3 separate regions of the Zea mays genome follow, and all the other regions are linked to region 1. A link is a contact called in public Hi-C data. All regions are on one chromosome and are shown on one strand. Each heading gives the region's core, a stretch centred on a gene start, on an enhancer-like site or on the middle of the called end of the contact. The rest is flanking DNA. Distances are from core to core; before and after follow the strand shown.

The links. A called contact is a pair of places that touch in the nucleus more often than the background predicts.
Region 2: a Hi-C map of ear shows a contact between it and region 1, with 1.6 times the contacts expected there. The contact joins the promoter of LOC100275516 here to the promoter of LOC100284452 in region 1. A contact is called at or near these places in 3 of 25 Hi-C or Micro-C datasets (ear and leaf).
Region 3: a contact with region 1 is called in a Hi-C map of endosperm, with 3 times the contacts expected there. The contact joins the enhancer-like site here to the promoter of LOC100284452 in region 1. A contact is called at or near these places in 11 of 25 Hi-C or Micro-C datasets (bundle sheath, ear, endosperm and 4 more).

What each region holds. Positions count from the first base shown.
Region 1 is chr5:117,188,129-117,190,878 of Zm-B73-REFERENCE-NAM-5.0, forward strand. It overlaps LOC100284452 (DNA methyltransferase 1-associated protein 1), which reads right to left and starts at 1,349. Exons shown (of 18, transcript NM_001157347.2): 1 at 1,200-1,349; 2 at 951-1,090; 3 at 781-876. The coding sequence starts at 1,064.
Region 2 is chr5:117,605,854-117,608,553 of Zm-B73-REFERENCE-NAM-5.0, forward strand. It overlaps LOC100275516, which reads left to right and starts at 1,375. Exons shown (of 2, transcript NM_001371601.1): 1 at 1,375-1,732; 2 at 1,855-2,435. The coding sequence starts at 1,528. The coding sequence ends at 2,129.
Region 3 is chr5:117,688,316-117,691,015 of Zm-B73-REFERENCE-NAM-5.0, forward strand. It overlaps the pseudogene LOC109939757. Among protein-coding and RNA genes, the nearest start is that of LOC103626816, 9.2 kb to the left of the region's middle. Within about 2 kb of position 1,371, at least 7 of the 20 cell types and tissues checked have an H3K27ac peak or open chromatin away from gene starts, as enhancers often do. A contact at or near this core is called in bundle sheath and endosperm, where this site is marked.

The sequences.
Region 1 (2,750 bases), core at 99-2,598:
ACAGTACATAAATTTCTGACATATGATAGTTCTTAAAGAAAGGCTGGTTTATCCTCATCTCTATGGGGGCCATAAACCCCAGTAAACCACTAAGTAGAATTGGCTTATAATTGAAAACAAACTGAACAGAATTATCACTCTAACTGCACTTATGCTGGTTACAAACTAGGATATTTATCTGTAGTCTAATACCCTGTTTGGATGTACATATTAGTGCACGGAATTGAGAATTGGAATCAGCTTTCCTAAATTCTATTGTTTGATTGCACATTGAATTGAGATTTGGAAATTAGAAAGTCAATTCCTGGAATTAGACTATAACTGAAAACTCCCTTTCCCAATACAGAGCGTCACCCCTCTGTATTGTGTGGAATTAGACCACACAATTCTAGACTCCAATATAGTGACATCCAAACAACAGAATTGGAATTACATCTCATTTCAATACCATGGCTGATTTGGTATTGAACCCAATTCAATTATATACCCTCCAATATCAACATCCAAACGGAGCATAAGGGGTTTTATATAATATATATACATAAAAAATGTTACAGGTCAACAAGTTCATGTGGGTCCAACCAATATAAGAAAACTTAATCTGGTAACGTGAAGCTATTTTAATTGGTCAGAGTTTTAGTTAATTTCCAGGTTCAAATTACATAAGCAATGTACTTCACCAAATTTTTCCAAATGCGTGGTTTATGAGTAGCTTAAAGCTCAGCGTAGCTCAGAAGCTATCCAATTCCAATAGGTGCGAGAAGAATTGTACTCCCTCACCTTCTCTTTCTCCGCAGCAGGCCGCCTCTTCAGGTGCGATGCCTCAATGGTCGGCATGAGCGGGGGCATTCCCACCCCTCCGGTGAGGGCATAGACCTACATCTCCAAGATTTTATCAGCATTGCGTTGCAGGCATGCAGCAGCGACTAGGAGCCAGGGCGAACAAATACCTCGCGCGAGACGCCATCAGGCTTGCGCTGCGGCTCCTTGGGCGGCCGCGATTTCTTCTCCTGGGAGGACGAGAAGGGGGTCTTCGGAAGCCCTAGTATGTCCTTCGCGTCCATGTATACGGCCTCACGAGGAAGGCGCACTGGAGGAAGCTAGGGTTAGGGTTTGGCTCTGCCCTACCGCGACATGGGAAGAGGCGCGCTAAGAGAAGAAAATGTAGGGGTACGAAGCAACCAACAAGAGGCACAGACACGGTGCGAGGAAGCTCACAGCAGGGACGCACGCCGCTGCCGCCACGACTGCGCGGAGATCCACGGAGGAGAGCTCCGCACGCCCGTGGCACGCCGCACCACGCTCCGATCTCCGCGCCTACGTTAAGTCGTTTTTTTAACCAGTACAATGCAATGCTCGACGGCACACGATTATATTTAGGCCGTGCATGGTTATTAAAACGTCGTTTAAACGACGCTTAAGCGCTAAAACGTGATTAGTAGCTAAAGCGTCAGCACGTTTTACAAAAGCGCTAAAACGTGATTAGTAGCTAAAGCGTCCGCACGTTTTACGAAAACCACGTAGAACGTCTGTTCTGGACGTTTAAACGTCGTTTACACGTCGGAACGCACGTTCTGGACGTTTTCTCAGTTGTATGGACGTTCTACGGGCATGTGAGTTAGTGGGCCATAATGGGCCTTTACCCAGCCGGCTCATCCATCGCGCCCAGGAGCCGCAGAAACGAAATCGCCCAGACGCCAGTTCCCAGCCGCCATCGCGCAAGAGCCGCTAGCCGCTAGAAACGAAATCGCGCCCAGACTCCATCGCGCCAGACGCCGTCGGACGCTCTCCAGGTACGCCGTCGGTCGGCCTCCCTCTTCCCTCTTCCCTCCACGTACAGGCGCGGCGCCAACCCGGCAGCGACATGGCGCCATTGCTCATTTGCTCCAAATCCCGGACTGGAGCACTGCAATGGCTCAGGTGAGGTGATGCCCTGCCGGAGCAGAGAGAGAGAGAGAGAGAGAGCTAGCTAGAGAGATGTGTAGTGTAGCTGTCTAGCTAGAGACATGGTGGCATAGCTGCCCTGCCGGAATGAAGGCAGTAAGGCACTGCTCGGCCAGGAAGCTGGAAGGAATAGGATGATGTTGGCAAAGGGCAATGTGTGTTGAGAAGGAGGAATAACAACCAGGCTTTAGCCGTTGCAGTGCTCCAGCCAGTGCGCAGTGAAGCAGCCACCAGCCAGTGCTCCAGCCAAGGTGTGTTGTAGGCTAAATGTACAATATATCAATACCATTCTACTGTGTGTTGCAGGCTAAAGTGTGCAGTGAATTTCAATTTCAATGGCAACAAATAGCGAGGCTAATGACTCCTATGACCCACTCAAAGATCAGTCACGAAGGCCAAAGTCAAATGATCCAAGATGGAAATATGCGTACTATGTTGAGGCGGGAAAGCGAGAGCTGATTCAATGTGCTTTGTGCCCCAAACAAATAAAAGGAGGTATCAAGAGGGTGAAACAACATCTAGCTGGTGGCTATGGAGACATTGTCAAGTGTCCTAACACTACTAGAGAGATTGCTAAATAGATGAATGAAGCTTTGAATAATGGGAAGCGGGCTAGGCCGTTGTACCTAGATGACGATGTAATGGAAGATGAAGCAGGACAAGAAGATGATGTCCAAGTTATGGGAAGCAGGTCAATGTCAGCATCATCCAAGGCTTCCTCGTGTACTGTGCCAAGTTCTGGAACAGCTGCCAAAAGAAACAAAGCAATTTTCCAATTGAAGCCCCACCCAATTGCAGCTCCAAAG
Region 2 (2,700 bases), core at 125-2,624, 420 kb after region 1:
AAAATTGTATTTTTAAGAATTCGTTTTCCATAACGAGTTCGGGGAAGGTGTTTTGTGGGCCTTTGGCACGAGGCCTCCGTTTATTCTGTGGGCTGAGCTCGTTACGAAGAACAAACTAATACCTCGAGGGGCTACTGTTGGAGGTCTTATCCTGCCGAAGCGTCTCAAAACATTAATATATAGATTGTTTTCAAGTTTGTTTTAGGATCTTTGAAGCAGTGATGAAATCGACCTTCGTCCAAAAGCCTTCGATTAAACGGTGTACTCACGAAAGCAGAATCAGGAAGCTTCGGCTCTATGACCTGGACAGGCGACAATAAGTCAACGAAGACGAAGGAGAGAAATCCAAAGGCTTATTTAACATGTCTACAAATGGAAAGACGGTGATGCCCCTAGAGGATTATATATGCTCAATATATAGGACCAAATGACATATTTGTAATCTTATATAGAGTTGTACCGTGCTTCGTCACTATAAATAAAGGTACAATATCATATAGAGGGGCACCTTTTTAGGTAGGAGGAGTGAATCACTCTACCTCTAAAATTGTACCATCGTATCCTTACCTTAACCCTCGAAGGTACACCTCTAGTCGTTTGTAACTTAGAAGAAATAATAAAAGTATTATAATAGTAACGATCTCTTCCAAAAGTTCTTATTTATCCTATTCTATTATCCTAATATCTTTTATTATGTTAACCTTCTTCTTCCGGAATAGACTATGAGTACGAAGGTCTTTTCTCTAATTATGTTGCTCTATTTTGGTTCCTACAATCAGTGTCCAAAGTATTCGTCTTGTTAAAGCATCAACGGAAAATTCATAGACCGGCCTATACGGTTGGATCATTCCATTTTTTTTCATGCCTAGAAATACATATGGTCCATGTGAATATAACGACATATTTTCATTGACAAAACAGAAAAAGAAACAGGTGCATGTTGGCACATTTTTGTCGACAAATTAAAGCGGTCACGCCTCAAATCATGAGCGTGCAAAAGTCCTGAAACATGGGAAAAATAATTGAATTTACAGGCCAAGGGAACATTAATAAATAGGCAAAAAAGAGGTTGAAACAAACTATCACCACTATCTCGTGCCTAATTTTGAGAACAACCCGCGCAGCCGACCGGGCCTGTGAAAACCATCAAGGCAAGCGCGCCAGCCAGAGCCAGGCCAGCCCCAGACCCGAGAATGACGGGATGAACCGTCGGCGTCAGCTCGAAAAAGCAGGCTGGATTAGGCGTAATTACCTTGGAGTTTGGACCCCGAGCAGAGTCGGGACCGCAGGCAGGTGGCCCTCTGCCCCTCTCGCCCGCGGACGGCAGCGGCGCAGCGCGTGCCTTTATTTACCCCCCTCCGCGGGCGGCAGAGGCCCCCCCGCACTCGCATCCACCACAGTTCCGCACCGCGCCGTGCCGTCCCGAGAGAACAAGCGAGTCAGTCGTCAAAGAGAAGGAAAGCGGAAGGCGAGCCACCCGCCCCGCCCACCACCTACCGCGAAGGCTTGACCGTGGCAACATCATCCATGTCCTCGTCGTCGTCGTCGTCGTCGTCGTCGATGGGAGGCTCCCTCGCGCTCGCCGCGGCCACGGCCGTCGCGTTCTCCGGCTCTCTCGTCATCTTCTCGCTCTGCCGCGCGCACCTCTCCCATGTCCCCGAGCCGGAGCCGGAGCCGGAGCCGGAGGAGGGCGCGCCGGAGCACGCCCTGCGCCCCTGTCTCTTGTCGTCAGGTACGTATACGAGACCCGTCGCTCTTCTTCCTCTCTCTCCTGTTGCCGCGTTTGTTTCGCTTTCGGCTGACGGGATTCTCCGTTTCTAACGGGCTCTGGTCTTTTTGCTCGCTGCTGCGCAGAGAGGCGGCCGCGCGGGGCGAAGGCGAAGGCGAAGGCGAGGAGACGCAGGGGCGAGAAGCGCGTGCGGTTCGCGCCCGACGTCGTCGACAATGAGGGCGCCCCGCGCCCGACCAGGTCCTCCGCGCCCGCCACCGCCGCTGCGTCGTCGTCGTCGGCGGCCACCTGCAGGGACGCGGCGGGGTCGGAGGAGCGTATGATGCCTGCCAACCGTGAGGCGCTCTACCGCGGCATGCTCCGGGACCGCTCCGCGCACCGGGTCACCTGCTCCTACTGACGACCCTCACCGCCGCCCGGCCGCGGCCAGCCTCCGCGCGCCGTTTCGTCCGCGGCGGGAGAGCTCGATCGGTTGATTCTCTTTGTTTCGTTCGCCGTTAGGCGTTAGCGTTCGGTAGCCGGGCGGTTGACTTCGGGAGGTTCATCCTTTCGCAGACGGAGGATTTTGTTAATATTAGAATTTTAGTATTTTTTCTTTTTTTTGTATATTTGTGTTTGGCTGTAGATTAATTAATGTTTTTCGTTTGAGCGAGGGAGGAAGTTCTGCTCTGTAAATATGCCGCCATTTTATCCGAAGAGGAAAAGGTAAAAAAATCAAACTCGCTGCTTCAGCACGAGACTCTTGCACGAATACACTAAAACGCAACCCCATTCACACAAAATTCTACAAACCGGGCGGTAAATTCGTGCTATGAGAAGGAATAGGAGTGCCGTGTGAACGGGGTTATTGGCTTCGCGACCGCGTGATCGGAGCTCGTAATCTCGGTACGTACGGGAACGCGGCCGATTCATTTTTAGGATTGGGCTGGACCGCTGGAGACGACCAACGGAATAGCCTTCACATCGATCCC
Region 3 (2,700 bases), core at 121-2,620, 500 kb after region 1:
AAGAGATATTAGTAAGAAAGTATTCGGAACTACTCCCACTACTATTAGAATAATATACTTAAGGTTAAGGACACTCTTGTTGAAATATAATATAGGTAAATTGTCCACCCTCTTTCTATCGATTTATTTTTTTAGGTTAAACTGGTTGATGCATATAATTTAATATGATATCAGAGCCAAAGATCTCGGATTCGAATCTTATGGGTCTGAAACTCAAGAGAGAATAGTCAACTGGCTGGTGCATGCAACTTAATAACTCTAACCATTAGTTATGACGAGGATAGTTTTCATGTCATTTAATAAATATATGTTTATTATGGTGGTACATAGGATATTTTTGTTGACATGGCGGCAATATTAAAAGAAGAAATGAAAACTATAAGAAACAAGGTCCTGTTATGCGAAAAAGATAGATCTTACACAAAAACCAAAGTTCAAGAAACTACACGATCTAAATCCATTCGATAGGCATCACTGGTACCAGGACTGAATAAGAAAGTGGAGAGGAAGATTACTGGGAGAGAGAACAAAGATGACCAAGGAGTTTATTATGTAGCCACAATTAGGCCCACCGCAATGTGTTGCACAAGTGATGCTAAAAACAGAGAGAGAGAAGATTAGAGCCCCACTCTCCACGTTGCAGCTATCGATGCCAAAAGCCAGAACATGGGGAGCAGAAAGGATAGAGGAGAGAAACAGGGAAGAAAAGAGAAATAACAGGGTATGTGGGGACAGCAGTGATGCTCTTCCCGTTGAGGCATAGAACAGCTAGTGGCTCCTGTTTTTTACGTAGGGCCTATTTTTCTTTGTATGGCATCACCGCATTGTGGAAAGCCTTGGACATTGTGTTACTGTTAGGCTGTGAGCGTGTGTGTAAGTGTTTACTAGAAAAAGTGCTCGTGTGCTGCAACAGATCGTTGATGTCCTCACGTCCGATGCCCGCCATCCATTGGTGTGCTCAACTACTAGCCGAACTCAATACAGTAGACTGCAAAATTAGAAGGGGATCAACTAAATTTTTTGCGCGGCATTGCCGCACACACTATTTTATTAACCAAATTTTATGTACATCTACATTAAATTATTAAATTTATAATGTAATTCGGATATTTAGAATCCATCCATACAAGCGGCTATTAAAAGAAAAAAAAAGAACAATTGCGAAGGTTCCAAAACCATATAAATTTTTTGACGTAGTGTTCAGAATTCTTGAGCATTTTTTTTCTTGTTTTTGTTCCTTTGGTACCTTGTGGGGACTCAAATCCTTTTGTAGCAGTGTGGCTTTTTACTCTTCCGTATAGAAGAGGTCAGCTAGAAAACTTTGGAGCATTGTGGAACCCCGTTGGTAGAAACTTTTCCTCCTCTTTTGTCTCACTGACATTATGGGCCTACATGTCAGGACCTTCCTTCTTACTTTTTTTCATCTTTTGTCTCACTAATGTTATGGGGCCACACATATTCTTCAGTGATAGTCAGATAGAGCATGCACGCTCGGACGCTCCCAACAACTCTGCACACTCGCCTGCAGGCACATGCGAAGGTCAGCGAAGGAGCAGGCACATGACATGCGTGGTCAGAGGAGCAGCGTGGTGGCCGAGCCATGCGAGTGGCCCAGTGCTGAGCTCGACGCAGCCGATGCGAGGTCGACACAGTTATCTGCGAGCGTGGTCAGGTGCAGGGCGAGTCCATCGCGTCCGGCGCAGCTTTGTCAAAAGACGTGGAAGGACCGCAAAACAAAACGAAATTCACACAGGACCTAAATATAATATATCATATGTAAATCAGATACTTCATATTTCTTTATGGCTTGATCCAACAGTTGAGATCTTATTGGTGACGTGGCCTGTCTGTTTTGCAAGAAAACACACCGAATTTTTTTATTTTTTAATCGTTTTTTCAAAAAAAAAATAACATCTAGACCCCTGGATGACTTATTTCGACTTTTGGATCCGATGCTCGACGTCATTGGTTGTGGCACCGAGTTAAGACACCTCAGCACTATAGGTCTTGACGCCGAGGTAGGATGACACGACATCCGACGTGGCGCCTAGCTTGGTGCCATAGATCTTGGCGCCGAGCTAGGACTTAAGCGCCTGACCGTCTCCTTCCTCTCATTTCTCTCACTCCCGCGTCATTTCTTCGTCCCGCCGCCCACGCCCACCTCTAGCACGACCGCCTAGCGCCGCCAGCTCGGACGCCGACATCGAGCCCAATGCGGCCGCCGACGTCGAGCCCAACGCGGCCCCCGATGCCGAGTCAAGCGGCGCCCCCCGCGCCCCAACCACTTCACCGCCCGTCCGTCTTACACGCCGCCACTGCAAGGTAATGAGTTAGTATTTCTGTAGTAATTAGTTAGTGGTTAATCAGTGTTTATTATTTAGTTAGTATTTACTTTGTTAACTATTTAGTGTTTAGTATTTCAGTATTTAGTTAGCACATATTCGCTTTGGTTAATGCATACACTACAACCTTTTAGGCCTTCTGTGACATTATGATTATGTCTCTAACTAGTGTTTGTTTGTCACAGGTTATATTTTGGTGACGCCATTATGACGAAAAGGTCATTGTCACAAAAAGTGCGTGTTAAATGGACTACAATGACGATCATTAAAAAAATCATCAACTAAATACAGTACACTGCAAAATTAAAAGGGGATCAACTAAATTTTTTGCGCAGCATTGCCGCACACACTATTTTAT